Linked DNA regions of Mus musculus: all the other regions are linked to region 1. A link is a contact called in public Hi-C and HiChIP or PLAC-seq data. All regions are on one chromosome and are shown on one strand. Each heading gives the region's core, a stretch centred on a gene start, on an enhancer-like site or on the middle of the called end of the contact. The rest is flanking DNA. Distances are from core to core; before and after follow the strand shown.

What was found. Hi-C and Micro-C count contacts between places; a contact is called where the count stands out from the background. HiChIP or PLAC-seq counts read pairs in DNA pulled down with a chosen protein or histone mark.
Region 2: a contact with region 1 is called in a Hi-C map of B cells, with 7 read pairs. The contact joins the promoter of Slc9a8 here to the promoter of 1810021M19Rik in region 1. A contact is called at or near these places in 2 of 39 promoter capture datasets (erythroid cells and pre-B cells), 1 of 484 Hi-C or Micro-C datasets (B cells) and 1 of 115 datasets of contacts at active chromatin or transcription factors (bone marrow-derived dendritic cells).
Region 3: an H3K27ac HiChIP or PLAC-seq map of microglia shows a contact between it and region 1, with 6 times the contacts expected there. The contact joins the promoter of B4galt5 here to the promoter of 1810021M19Rik in region 1. A contact is called at or near these places in 1 of 39 promoter capture datasets (pre-B cells), 1 of 484 Hi-C or Micro-C datasets (B cells) and 2 of 115 datasets of contacts at active chromatin or transcription factors (cardiomyocytes and microglia).
Region 4: an H3K27ac HiChIP or PLAC-seq map of thymic regulatory T cells shows a contact between it and region 1, with 7 times the contacts expected there. The contact joins the promoter of Zfas1 here to the promoter of 1810021M19Rik in region 1. A contact is called at or near these places in 1 of 39 promoter capture datasets (pre-B cells), 2 of 115 datasets of contacts at active chromatin or transcription factors (bone marrow-derived dendritic cells and thymic regulatory T cells) and 1 of 9 other capture datasets (macrophages).

The regions. Positions count from the first base shown.
Region 1 is chr2:165,883,951-165,887,488 of GRCm38.p6, forward strand. 1810021M19Rik (a long non-coding RNA gene) reads left to right here and starts at 1,779. Exons shown (of 3, transcript XR_866948.2): 1 at 1,779-3,407. Zmynd8 (zinc finger, MYND-type containing 8) reads right to left here and starts at 888. Exons shown (of 23, transcript NM_001363020.1): 1 at 658-888. The coding sequence starts at 671.
Region 2 is chr2:167,419,946-167,423,483 of GRCm38.p6, forward strand. Slc9a8 (solute carrier family 9 (sodium/hydrogen exchanger), member 8) reads left to right here and starts at 1,765. Exons shown (of 17, transcript NM_148929.3): 1 at 1,765-1,820. The coding sequence starts at 1,807.
Region 3 is chr2:167,347,513-167,351,050 of GRCm38.p6, forward strand. It overlaps B4galt5 (UDP-Gal:betaGlcNAc beta 1,4-galactosyltransferase, polypeptide 5), which reads right to left and starts at 1,666. Exons shown (of 9, transcript NM_019835.2): 1 at 1,406-1,666. The coding sequence starts at 1,520.
Region 4 is chr2:167,061,010-167,064,547 of GRCm38.p6, forward strand. It overlaps Zfas1 (zinc finger, NFX1-type containing 1, antisense RNA 1), which reads left to right and starts at 1,925. Exons shown (of 5, transcript NR_138563.1): 1 at 1,925-2,288; 2 at 2,627-2,718. It overlaps Znfx1 (zinc finger, NFX1-type containing 1), which reads right to left and starts at 2,006. Exons shown (of 14, transcript NM_001033196.2): 1 at 1,501-2,006. LOC115486178 (a small nucleolar RNA gene) reads left to right here and starts at 2,464; the gene lies at 2,464-2,556.

The sequences.
Region 1 (3,538 bases), core at 529-3,028:
GATGACAGTCCACACGCCACCACCCACCTAGGCCCAGGAACCAGCCTGGGTCCCTGAGTACTGTTCTTGTTCAGGCCTGACTTCTGGTGCAAACACGCATCCTCTCTTGTCAGAACTTAGCCCAGCCTTTCCCAGAACCGCTCTGGAGAAGCAAGCTGGCTTGCTCTGCTCTCTGCCACAGGCAGTCCTGAACTGTGCTGGGAGAAGACCTTCTGGCTTCTGGCTTACCTTCCATTTTCTTCCCCCAGCAGGCATGTGACACACAGCGGCCGACAGTGCAGGGGGAGGACTGTTCAGAGAGAGAGGGAGAGGGGGGAGAGGAAGGGAGGGAAAAATAAAATAAAAGAAGGGGGGATAATAGCTTCTCTTTTGGCATACCAGGATCTAGCTTCAAACTAGTCCAGAAATTCTTTGTCCTGGTCAAAATAAAGGTATTCCAAGCCCTCACCAGTCTGTAAAATCAAGCTATGGCTAATGGCTACTTAGCCATGTGACCCAAAAAGGAAAAAAAAAATCTCTCTAAACAGTCCCAAGTTACCCTAAGTGCTCTGGGGGGGGAAGTGTGGCAGAGCCAGGCTACAGAGAAATCACACTGCTAGTCCACGACTCGATGACTCGGAGGGAGGGGGGAAAAGATGGTTAAAAAGCCGAGCTTACCTCTGTGGATGCATTGTTAACTGTGTAATGTCAATACTTATAAAACATGGAGGACAGGCTCCTAGTTCTCACAGAAAAAGGGTTTGGCACTTCGGCTGATGATCTGGCCGCCTAATAAAAGCTCATCCCCGATTGGCTGCCCCGGCCAATCGGAGTGTAAAGCCGCCGCCGATTGGCTGAAACACTTCCTGAGCGATTATCTTTGTGAGGCTCGGGTGAGCAAGAGCCATCCTGTGCATAGAAAAAGACAGGCTAAGCTAGGCCTTCTGCAGGAGGGAAAACTTGGGACAGGGGCCTCCACAAGCACTTCTCCCACCCCCTGGCTCGATCCCCCAGGCCAGGCAAACCCGTGCAGCCAGCCTGACCTGCTCCAGCAAAGCCTGAAGCCAGCGCGCCACTGGGAAGGGCCCTTTTGGGGTGGGCTGGCTGACCCATCCACGCCTGCCCCCACACACAAGTCCTTCTCTAAGAAGGCGAGCAGGCCGTTTTATAGAACAAGCCAGCTTGAGTGGGTCTCAAAGGACAAAGTCGAGCTTAGGGGTGGAGAGAGCCCCAGGGAGGCAGAAGCAATAGGGACAAGGCCAGACGCAGGCCTCTGAGGGGGGCGGGGGGGGGGGGCGCGCGCGGGGAGTGAGACAGGCAGCCCGAGGGAGCCCCAACAAATCAGCAAGGGGCACCCAGGTTCCAGGGAGCTGAGAGGTGCAGCTTGCTGTGAGGTGGAGCGATCAAGTTTGCCTAGTCATGGTCAAAGTGGCTCTTGGAAAAAAGGCAGGCCCACAGAGCCATTTGCAAAACTGGGAGACCTCTAACCTCTCACCGCCACCCCTCAGCCGATCCTCAAAGACAAACCAAAAAGGGCTCTGTCAGGATGGCAAGGGAGATACCCTCTCCAGGCTTACCCTAAGAAAAGCCAAATGCGTTGCTAGCAGGCCACATGCCTCCATTTAAGTCTTCCCTCCCTCTGCTCCCTCCCCCCACCGATGAGGCCTGCTAAACCTGTCAGTTAAACAAAAATCTGACTTCCGTCTTAGTCTGTGATGCCTTCAGCTTCCTGCCTGTTAACCCTCTCTGGGACTCTGGGCCTCGCTGGGAAAAACTAGGCCCTGAGATTGTAGAAAAGGGCCTGTGGAAAAATACCAGCTGCAGCTCTCCGGGCAGATGCAGAGAGAGAGAGAGAGGGAGCTAGCTAGCTGCTGTCTCGCTTCTGCTTCCCAAGGAGGCGTGGACCTTGTGAATCCAGGGCATACAGGCAGTGCCTCTCAGTCAGAGAAGCCATTTAAATCCAGAGGGACAGAGAAAGATGTCAAACCGGGCCAGGAAACAAGCCCGTCCATTATAGTCAGGCCTACACACCCACAGGTTGGCCCTTTCTGCCACAATCGCCCCTGTATGTGTGTTCTGGGGGGAAACTGGGCCCTGTTTGGTGGGCAGACAAATCCCCTGGGCTTCGTAAGGCTTCTTGCTTCAATTTATTTCCACAGAGAACTGCTTCTTTTCGTCCCCTAAGGCAGATGGAAGGGCAATTTCACACACACAGCCTCACATTGGCAGTCCCCCTACTCCCCCCATCTCTGGCTCTGCTCCCCAGTAAAATATTAACTAGTTCCTCAGACCTGCTTAGAATTCTCCCCGATGGTGCTGGGTGGGAGACCAGTGCCTGATTCTTTCCTAAAAACTGTCATTTGTAGAAAAGGCACAGAGGAGAATCAAAAACTGTCCAAGGCTCTCTCCTATTCTTAGCTATTTTTTTAAAAACAACAACATCCTTAATTAACAAGATTCTTAAAAAAAAAAAAAAGACGCTAAATAAACACCTTTCTTCAGGGGCCGGCAGTTGATGCAGCCAGACACCAGGAGGTGGACCCAGAAAGCAATAAAGTCCCCCTCAGCTACTGAAACTAGGACTCATTCCTGCCTCCCCAGGCGTTTCCTCAAAGGAATTGAAGGGCTGAGCTGATGGCTTGCTCTCCCTGCCCCCCAAGGACAACAGATGCCCAGCAGGCCAGTGTGCACTCTCCCTGGCTGGGGAATCTGCTCTCAGGCTCCAGACCCAGCCAGGAATCTAAACACACAGTACTGCAGGACAAAACCCTGGCTTTGGAAAGGAGACAGGATTTTGTTTGAACCAGCTGAGGTCGATAGCAGCAGGGGACAACTCCAGAGCCACTAGGCCTGACAAAGGCACTCAGGACAACAGGCCTGGCTTCACCCAAAGGGAAGGGTCGGCTCTTACTGGGGAGGGAAACCTTACTGGGACCAAACAGGGAACCTGAGGCCTGATCCGGGCACCCTCCCCTTCATGTGGCTTCGGACTCTACTATCAGCCATATGAAGTATGGCTTGGGGGGTGAGGGGAGGCGACAACACACGGAGTTGCTGATAGGTCTTGGGGACACCTAACTTCCCAATTGGAAAAGAGAATACATACACAGCAGGGGAGCGCATGGATTAAAGCTTGTTGTGTAAGCGGGAGCGCGCGCGCGCGCGCGCGCACACACACACACACACACACACACACACACACACACACACACACACGTACTCCCGTGCTCTCCCTCTCCCTTTTCCCTCCCTCCCTCCCTCTCTCCCAGGCTCTGATCACTTGAACTGTTTTCTAGGGCAAAGAGCAGGAAGCTGCCGGCATATGCTGGTGACCTATTGGGGCAGCTTTGTTTGAGGAATGCTGCTGCCATTCAGGCTTGTCTGAGGTTATCTGGGAAATGTAACTGGGCTGGAGACAAGAGACAAAGGTAAGGCTGCAGACGGGATTCTGGGAAGAACACCGATGGAGGAGGAAGCCGGGAGGTCCGCCTACCAACCAAGGCTGATCCAGTGCCTAATGGAATGTGGCTGACAGGCGAGAAGCAAGGCTACTTCTCCA
Region 2 (3,538 bases), core at 515-3,014, 1.5 Mb after region 1:
CCACCCACAATGGGCTGGGCCATTCTCCAAAAATCACTAATTAAGAAAATGCCCTACAGCAGAATCTTATGGAGACATTTCCTCCATTGATGGTCTCTCTCTCTCCATGATTCTAGCTTTTGTCAAGTTGACAAAGAATCCAGCAGTGTGTGTGCATGTCATATCCATGTGTGGAGAATTTGCAAGGGTCAGTTCTCTCTCACCATGTGTGTCACAGAAACTAAGCTAAGGTCATTCGGCTGGTGGCATGAGCTGTTACCCAGAATCATCTCAGCAGTCTTAGTTTTAATATCCATATATGAAAATTTTTTTACGTGGGCAGCCTTCTTGGCACACATTAATTGTGCTGGAATTTTTGTTCTCAGCTAATGTGTGAGGCTTCCCTTGTTCGTTTAATTTTATCTTGCCTTATACCTGGCTTTCCTAGTTCCTTTGTATAGTCTGAACCCCACAAGGTACATCTCAGCATACAGTAGGTCTCTACAGAGAACTTGGGCATGTTAGCTGAATGGAAGACCACCTGCCTGCCATATGTGTTGCCCTAGGTTCCACCCCTGTACAGAAGTAGACAGATGCCTGAATGGGGGTGGGGAGGGGTGTCTCTCACCCTCCAGTCCCAACTGCTCAAGAGGATGAGACAGAAGGATCGTTCTTTGGGAAAGTGACATATCTGTTAAGCGTTATTAAGTGGGGGGGGGGGGGGGAACTACCTAGGGTGGAAGGGGCCCTGAAGGAGAACACCCAGAAGGTCCCATAAAGACCTCAGCAGTACCAGGCCAGTTTTAAGCAATACAGACTAGACAGTTCAAGTTATCTTCGGTGTTGAAAGCCCAGTGGGCAATGCGCTTGCTACGCAAGCACGAGGACCTCAGTTGGTATTCCCAACATCCACACAGAAGCCAGGGATAGCTGTTGGCATCTGTAACCATAGGGACAGGGAGACTGAGAAGGAGGATCCCTGGGAGTTGTTGGCTAGCCACTATGTCGCGTCCCTAGTTTCAGGTTCACTGTCTCATAACTAAGGTGGAGCGTGAGTAAGGAAGACATCTGATAACCTGGGACCTCCTAATGTACCCCACCCACCCCCGCACACACAAAGGTTAAGAAAAATTTGTTGGGATAGTTCAATGAGTAAAGGCGGTGCCGCCAACCCGTATTACCAGAGTTCAATGCCGAGGACCAACACGGAGGAAGGCGAGAATGAAACCCCTCAAGTTGTCCTGGATCTCATTTTCACATCTACCACACCAACCAATAAACCAATGGGGAATGTCCAACCTCTGCCTTGCTAGCTCTCAACTTTTATAATCGGAGTAAGTACACTGTCTAGCGTTTCAAAGACCCTCTGTCTACTCTCCCCACAGCAGGGGAAACTGAGGCCGCCTCGGAACGCGCCTGCGGACTCCCTCCGCTCCGCACAGCCGGCCCGGACGCCCAGAGAAACCACTTTCCCCCATTCTGAGCCCTGGGATTCTCACGCGGGGCGGACGGCTTGGCTCACAGCTGAGTCACCCAGATCTCAAAAGTTTCCTCCAAATCTTTCCCGCCCGGGGACCGGAAAAAAAAAAAAAAAAAAAAGTCCGGATGTCCCAAGGCCAGATCGTCACACAGCCTGGCCGGAAAAAGCCCACAGAAAGCCCCAGAGGTCGTCCCACTCCCAGGCCACAGAGAGGACAGCGCAGAGGGTCGCCCTGGGAGGCCAAGCCCCGCCCCTGCCCGCAGCGGAAACCGGAAGCAGCCGCCGGCCCCGCTAGCCCTGCGGCGCCGAACTCTGTAGTCTCGGAAGCTCGCAGGATAGGGGAGAAGATGGCGGAGGAGGAGTGAGTGCGCGGCTTCGGGTAGCGGAGGCGGCAGGGCCGGGCCGGCGGGCGACAGCGGGCCTGGAGCGCCCGGGTGGAGTGGCGCGGGCCCACCTAGCCAGGGTTGGCGGGGGGCGGGATGAGAACATGGGCCCTGAGGCCTCCCGGAGGTCCGACATTGCTGACCACGCGCAGGCCTGGCGGAAGCCGCGAACGTCCTTCCTGCTCCCGGTTTCCGGTTATCTCAGGGTTCCCTGGCTCTCCTCCTCCTGATCCAGGAAGTTCTCCCGTTGCCACGAGCAGCCCCTGGCATCCCCCGTAACCATCAGCAACCTTCATTGTTCTTGTCTGCCCCCAGCAGGTTTCTTTGATTCATTGACTGCTAGTTGACCGTTTTTCTCGGCCCTGGGCGTCAGGAGCCGCCCGCAGGGAGCCGCCACGAGGCTTTAGTGGGAGACTTTTGTGTGGACTGGGTGTTTTTGGACCTTGCCAGATGCTTGGATGGAAATTGGGTAGCATGAGGGAAGAGGAGCCCACCCTAGGTGGGAGAAAGACGTCTCGTGACCCGCAGCTTGAAATCTTAGAGGAGAGATGGGGAAGATGACGTGTTAAAAAGGCCCGAGTCCATCTTCATGCTTGGCAGGACACTGTTGTGTGTTACAAATTCTCTCTTTGAAATGAGCCCCAGAAAATTAACAAGGAACCCCTTAATTGATACCGAACTTTAACTAAGAGCATTTCAGGTAGCTCTTCGGCCACTGAGGAGCGAAAGTCATTAGATCTTGTTGTGTAGCTGTACTGTCCCAGACATTCACATAGTCTCAGCAGGACAAGATAAAAGAGGTAATACAGAGCCAAATGCTTTGAGATGTGGGCTTGAAGCTTGATCAGTTTATGGGGTCCTGGAATGAGGCAGTGCTCAGTGGTCACAATTCCATCACTACTACATTAGTTTACAGACCTAACCTTAAGAGCACAGGCGGAAGCCTTGCATAGAGTGGGATGTTCCAGAGCAGGAAACTTGAGCCATTTGAGATTCCAGAAGGGTTTGGTAGGGTAGGTTAGGGCATTCTAGGGAGAAAAACGGGGCAGATTCAGCTGACTTGGTCAGTTAAAGGCTGGAATCTTGCCCACCATTCCTGAGGTCAATCCCTAGTTTAGTCAAACACACACACTGCACCCAAAATTCAAGGAGATTGTAGACTAGGAAAGTAAATAATACTGAAACTGGGGTGTAGGGAGACTCCAGTTCCACCCTAGAAGTCTGTTTGTGTTTTTCTTTTTGAGACAGGTTCATGTAGCCCATAAAACTGGTCCTCACTGAGTATCAGTATGTAGGCCAGGGTGACCTTGGTCTTGAACTCTTAGCTTTCCTGCATCTGTCTCCCAAGTGCAGAGATTACAGGCATGGATTAACATACCCTGCTACCCTCGTTAAGTTCAAGGGGCAGAGAGCATCCTCCTCCCCCCAACCCCAGACAAGGTTTCTCTGTGTAGATCTGACTATCCTGGAACTTGCTCTGCTGGCCTCCAGCTCAAAGAGATCTGCCTCTGTTTTTTGAGTACTGGGGTTAAAGACATGTACCACCACACCCACACCTGCCTGCCTTTGTTTTCTGTTGTTTTGGGTGGGGAGAAAGGGATTGCAGGTGATCTAGAGTCTGCTGCATGCCGGGCAGGTGCTCTACTCATTTACATAAGACAGGGTTTCACTGTGCAGTTCTGGTTGGCCTGGAATG
Region 3 (3,538 bases), core at 416-2,915, 1.5 Mb after region 1:
TCGAAAAAGGCTGATCACCATGGAGATACAGGAGATACACAGACCCAGACCAGAAACACCTGTCACTTTCACAAAAGGAAGAAAAATAGAGGGTCTGGCTGGAAGATGCCTGCAGGTTTAAACCTATCACTTCACTCTCATTTTGTGAGAATCTAATATCCTATTCGCTAATGAGCTCTCTTCTCAATTAATTTCACTAATTAGTTATCTATTCTTGTTCAGCCAGAATTCCTGCCCTTCTACTTAGCAAGCCTAACAAGCCACAATAATTATACATCCCTGGTGGAATGCCACTCACCAAATCAGTGAGGACAGTCTCAAGTTAGCTTTTCCATCTTCCCAGGTCAGGCTGACAGCATGAAACACCAACTTTAAACATCAAGTGAAACAAGCTTTAAAAAAAAAAATAATCAGGGGAGAGACTCTCTCCCTCTCTCCCTCTTTCTCTGGAAATTTCTCTGCCAGTTCAGAGTTGCCAGGTCAACAGGGAACACCAGCATTTACTACTCCGATCTCAAAGGCACTTCCCCTAAGCGGCACCCATCCCAACCATCCAGAATTCTCGCCCTCGGCCCCACCCCCAACAGCATCTTCTCATTTTTCACCAAGGGCTGAAGTTTTCACTAGCACTCCAAGACCACACTAAGGGAGGCAAGTCGCATTCCTTAAAACTCTTTCCTTCTGTCCCCCAAACTACCTGTAACAGCGAATATTTATTTATTATGTATGTATTTATTTCGAAGACGTTGGGCGTCCGCTATAGGGAGAAAAGCTTAAAGGGCATTTATGGCCCTCTGTCCTTTAAAGGCTGGGATTCGTGTCCCCATTTTACAGAGAAGAGAAGCTGAGGGCCCAAGGTCATACAGGACATCTGACCTCAGTGTCCTCTGCCTTTAACCCTCTCGCTGCCTTTGCCTTCTCATCAGCGTCCAGTCTGTTCCGGGAAGGGCTCGTTTTCTCTCCAGGCGGTCTCCCCCTCTAAAGGGCGGACCTTGGAGAACTGCTACCCATTCCGTTTCTTCTCTGGGCGACCCCCCCCTCCCTTCCACCTGGCACCGCTTCTTCAAGGCCCCTGTCACAGCACCTCCTCCATGGCCAATTCAAACTTCCCATCGGTCCCCAGAGCAGGTCGGGTCCGCTATGAGCGGCGGGCGAGCGGCGGGCTCCAGGGAGGAGGGGGGGGAGGGGAAAGGGGCGCGCAGCCCGCAGCCCCGCCGGGTCTGGGCAGCCAACGCGCGGCCGCGGAGGGCGCGGGCGGCTGCGTCAGGGAGGAGGCCGCGTGTGCGGGCGGGCTGCGGGGTGGCGCGGCAGGAAACGGCGAGTCACGGAGCGCGGGGTCGGCCGGGGCGGCGGCGCGGGCCGCAGCGGGAAGAGGCGTGGGGTGGCCGCAGGGTCGCCTTCCTACCTATGCCGGGCGCCACATAGACGAAGTAGAGCAGCGAGGACGACAGCGAGAAGAAGAAGAGCGCGGCGAGCAGCGAGCGGCGCGGCAGCCGCAGCAGCCCCCGGCGGGCGCGCATGCTGAGCCGGCGGCCGCTCGAGGGCCAACCCGGGCCCCGCTCCCGCCGCTCCGGTCCGCCGCCTGGGCCTCGGCCGCCGCCTTCCGGGCTTCGCGCGCCGCCGCCTCGCCGCTTTCAGCCGCCGGCCGCCGCGGGCCGGGCCACATGAGGCGGGAGGGGGCCGACGACCAGAGGAGCTCAGCGGCGGGGGCGAGGCGGGCGGGGCGGGGCCTGTTAGGAGGGCGGGGTGAGGGGCGGGGTCTGATGCTGAGGGCGGGGCGAGGGCAAGGGCCGCAGTCTGAGGAGCAGATGGAGGTACCAGACCTGAGGCAGGCCTGATGGGGACCGAGTAAGGGCGGGGCCTAAACTGGGGGCCGGACGAGGGCGGGGCCTGATGTTAAGGGTGCCTCCGCGAGCCTGAGAACACCGGCGGGGACCGGGCTTGAAGTCTGATGGGGAGGGGGATAAGGGCGGGGCCGGGAGCATAACAAGCATTTTGCGGGAGCCTGAGCCTGAGGCCTGACGGGGAGGAGAGAAGGGCGTGGCCTGAGGCAAGGGGGCGGGAATGGGCAGGGCCTACAGTCCGGGGAGCGCATCTGTGGGGCGGGGCCTGGATGTGGGGGCGGGGCGGGGCGGGGCGGGGTTCACGCGCGAGCACTCTAGCCGCAAGATCCTCGAGCGGCCGCCGCCCATGCTGGCAGGAAGCGGCTCGCTAGTACGACTTGGTTCCCGTGCGAGCTCCCCACGCGGGGATCGAGGGGTGGTGGACAATGTGTGAATAGCCAGGTAGCCCGCCGCTGCAGCAGAGCAAGGATGCAGAGGCCGGGGCATTCGTGTTCGCCCTCACTCATCCATTCATTCCAGACACCATTTATGATAAAGTGGCAGTTACGGGTCCTGGGGCCGGGGATGCTCCACGGAGCAAAGATTCCTCTGGGAACCTGTATTAATGCGAATAAGAAAAAAATCAATATAACAGATGATGATGATAAGAGATATGAAAACAATTAGACATGAAGATGTTTCGGATGCATTCTACTCTAGTCTGAGATTGAGGGGGAAGCCTCTCCTTCCTGGGTGGCATGAACACAAAAGAATGTGAAAGTGCCAGGTGGAGAAAGAGTGGTCCCACTAAGGGGAACTACAAATGCAAAAGCCGGAAGGAAGGAAGAAGGGGCTTGATCCGCCTTCAATGAATCCAAGGATAAAATCCCAGGAAAGAAGAAGAGATCCAAACAAGGTCACATCCTACAGGACAGAACAGTGGTGACAACTGTCAATGTTAAGACACCGAGAAACAGGGCTTCTTAGCCAGTAACAGCCTCTCTCTAAGTCCTGAGATCGTGGCTCCCCTACCCCCACTTTGGCCCCATTGCACCGATGAGAAAACTGAAGCTTCTGGAAAGAGAAGCAAGTCGTCTAAGTTGTGAAGTAAGGGCTCAAATCAAAAGTGGCCTGCCACCGGGGCTTGACCACTAACCCCATTTCTCATTCTGCACTGTCATGTGCACTTCCAAGCCTCGACTTTCCCATCACCTCCAAAGCCATGTTTTGGTATGTGTTCCTTTTGGTTTCTCAAACCAGTGCTCTACAAGGACAGAGATTCTGTTTCATGTTTTGCTATGTATGTGCTCAGAGCTCAGTGCCCAGTACCTAAAAGATCAACAGAGGGGATGCAGAGCACCCACTAACACCAGAGGAAACAGAGATGGCTGGCTAGTCCTAAAGTCCCAGAGCAGGCTCCACAGGAAAGGAAGTGAGCAGCTCGGGGCAGGATTCCTCAGAGGGAAGGCATCCAACGGAATTCAAGAGGGAACCAGTCAGGTGACACATTCGGCTGACTTCCACGCTTGCACACAAACGTATACAAGATAAGTAAAATAAATATTATTTTTAAAATGTTAAAATAAAAAGAGCATAGAAAGGTGGGTTGAGAAGGTGATGAGATGGGTCTTTTCAGGATGAAACATCTGATCCTGGTAAGGAAAGGGACATGGCCAGGGGCTCAGCAGGACCCTAAAGACTTTTAGTGGCACTTC
Region 4 (3,538 bases), core at 675-3,174, 1.2 Mb after region 1:
ATTCATAGTTGGAAACTGTGAATAGATTTGGCATTGTATGAGAGGTGGCTTTTATTCTTATCAGAAAAAAAAAAAAAAAGAGTCCCTTTTCTTCCCACAGGGAATATTTTCTGTGGTGACTTTTCTCCTCATCTTACCAAACCCTGTTCTTATGATGCAGGCTCAATGGTTAGTGTTTGTTTTAAGAAAAATTTTCTGAGGAAAATCCCTTCTTCCTCATTTTGAAAAAAAAATACTAAAATAGAATGCAGCAGCAGTGTAAAAGAAAACAGAAGCAAATAAGTGCTAGAGAAGGCGAGGGAAGAGTGGCAGGAGCAGGCGGGGAGGGCAAGTAAGGCAGGGAGGGCAAGCAAGGCAGGGAGGGCACCAGATCAGCAATGGTTAAGCTGTTGCAGGGATAACATTTAGAGACTTCTAATTACAGGGTAAGATGAAAGAGGATGGAGCAAGAGGTGGCAGCTGGGTTGTAGCTAGGTAAATTTCAAGTCCCGAGAGAAGTCGCCACACCATACATCCCTCAGAGAAACACTGTAAGGTTACAGAAAGCAGGAGAGATCTGGGGGGGACTCAGAGGTAGGGCAGGGCCTAGGGATGGGGAGCCCAGGGTGGTTGTGGAACAAGTGGGTATAGCAATAGGTGAGAAATGGAGAGAGTGGGGCTCCAGGGACCGGGAGCAGAGGCAGGACAACTACGCACAGGGGATGACTGGGTGCTGAGATGAAGGGGCACTAGAGGTGGGGTGTGATCAGGGTGGTGACAGATGAACTGAAGAGAGTCGAAGCAGGTAATGGCAGTGCCCGCGGCTCAGGATACGCTGGGTACTGAGGGAGGAGACACCGACTCTGGAGGTGATGGGGGCTGCTAAGGAGAGGAGACAGGGACTCTGGGGAGTGATGGTGAGGCTAATGGAAGGGAACAGGGATTTAGGGGTGATGGGGCTGCTGAGGAGAGGAAACAGGGACTGGGAAATGGGGCTGCTGATAACCAGGTAGACTTAACTCAGGGAACGATGGAGGGTGACGGTGGAGGTGGGAGGACAGGACTCTGGGGGTGGTAAGGAGTGGAAAAAGATCCTAGGGGTGATGGGAGATTCCAAATACTCCGGAGATGATAGGGGAACTGAGGGACTCTGGGGGCTATAGGGAAACTAAGAGAAAGGGGCAGGGACTCTGGGGGCTATAGGGAAACTGAAGAAGCAGACAGGGACTTCGGGGACTATAGGGGGGGCTGAGAGAAAGAGAACAGGGACTCCGGAGGCTACAGGATAATTGAGGGAAGAGGACAGGGACTCCGGAGGCTACAGGATAATTGAGGGAAGGGGACAGGGACTCCGGGGGTATAGGGAAACTGAGGGAAAGGGACAGGGACTCTGGAGGCTATAGGAAAACTAAGGGAAGGGGACATGGACTCTGGGGACTATAGGAGAACTGAGGGAAGGGGACAGGGACTCCGGGGGTGGTGGGGGCGCTGAGTGGGGCAGATAGGGACTCCAAGGCTAACCTGACACCCGGCCGGAGGCAGAGCGGGACGCCGGCGGTCGCAGCGCCGCAGAAGCAGGTGCGTGATAGGGCGGAGGCCACTCACCGGCTCGGGCGCGTCCTCCGCAGGGCTAGAGCTCAGCCCCGGCCCTGGCAGGTCGCGGCCCCGCCCGGCACCGCGAACTTTCGGTTTCCAGTCCCTGCAGCCCCTGGGCGGGGCGAGTAGCCTAGTGGGCGGCCCGGAGGAAGAGGAGGCCGCGCAGGACGAGGAGGCGGTGCCGCGGGCTCCAGCGAGAGGCCGGGCTCGCCTGCGCCCCCGCCCTCGGGGCGGGCGGAAGGGCGGCGTCGCCTCAGCGCCCGCGGTAGCGGCGGCGGCTGGACTGGCGGCTCCCCGCGGGCGCGGCGGAGGGGAGGGCGCGGCGGGGGGCGGGTTGACTGCGCCCCGGGCGGCCGCAGGTCTCGGCTGGCCCCGGAGCCAGGGGGACGCGGCGGGCGGCTCGTGCGTGCCAAGCGCGACATGGCGCGGAAGCCGAGAAGCCCCGGAGGCCCAGTGAGCACGGGGAGGGGCTAGACACTGGCTGGACAACCATTAGCTAGCTGGGGCCGGGCGGCTCGGGGACTACATTTCCCAGGACGCCAAGCGGTCGCGCCCGGAAGCGACGCGCCATGGGCACAGTGCGCAGGCGCACGCGCCGCCAAGGTCTATATAAGGAAGGTTCGCCGCCGCTCTCGTCCTTTCGTTCCGGCGGCTCCTAGAGCGTTTGCTTTGTTCCCGATATGTCTCGTCCCTCCGGGGTTAACTTGCAGATGGTGAGTTGAGTCCACACAGCACAAGTTTTTTTTTTGTTAACCTCTTATCAAGTTTAGTCGCTGTAACCGCTCCTAGTCTCCAAGTGTTGCTTATGGAGCGCGATCCCCAGGTTGACCTTCGAAGACGTGATTCAAGTGGAAAAGACGCCTTCTGCTTTGGCCTGGGAAGCTTTTTGCTGGTGTAAATGATGAACTCACTTTTTTCCCCGTCATATCGACAGTGCTGATGTTTTAAAACATTTGCCAGTTTGTCCTGATAAACACCAGCCTTCGAGGACCCTGGTCTTCTTTGTTCCTGGTCGAGGATATAGGTGGTGATGGACGCTTTTGTTTTGTAGGTTGACCTGACCAAGCAGGACAGCATGGAGGTTGGAGGGAGAGAAGGGCATCGAGGGAGATGAGAACTCACCTACCATCTGAAAGTCTTAAGGTATGCATTCGTCTAGTGGCCTAAAGTGGCAATCACGTGCTTTGAAGAGCCTTTAAGTGGGCAGTGATAGGGAATTTGATGCAAGAGTTACTGCTGAGGTTCGTTGTTTTAAAAGCCCCGAGGATTGAGCCTTATTATCAAAGTATACTAAAGTCTTTTAATTGTGTATCTGTACATACTGACACAGGAGATGCAGAGCCCTGTTGTTATTTAAAGTGTCCTGGTAGAACTGCCTGAGAAAAGGACTGATTAAGAAAATGGTCCCATTGAGATTAGTCTGTAACACATTTTCTTGGCTGTTGATATGGGAGCATTCAGCAGTTTGTGGGTGCAGTGTCTGAGCCGGGTTGAGATTTCTTTTGTATATGCGTGGTATTTAGAAAGGCAATGAAACATGTCTGCTAAAGTATTTGCAGGCTAGTGCTTTTCAAGATGTGACAATGGCTATCCTCCATTACTGTATTCTGATATCCACCCTGACCCACTCAGATAAAAATGTGAATATGCCCTAAATCAAGTAGGCCCGAGAAATGGCTTAGCAGTTAAGAGCACTGATGGCTCTTTCGAGGGGTCCTGAGTTAAATTTCTAGCAACCACATGGTGGCTCACAACCATCTATAATGGGGTCTGGTGCCCTCTTATGGTGTCTCTGAAGAGAACAATGGTGGTGTACTCGTGCATAAAATATATGAATAAATCTTACTCTTAAAAAAAGTAGGCCCGGGCTGGAGAGATGGCTCAGTGGGTAAGAGCACCCGACTGCTCTTCCGAAGGTCCAGAGTTCAAATCCCAGCAACCACATGGTGGCTCACAACCATCC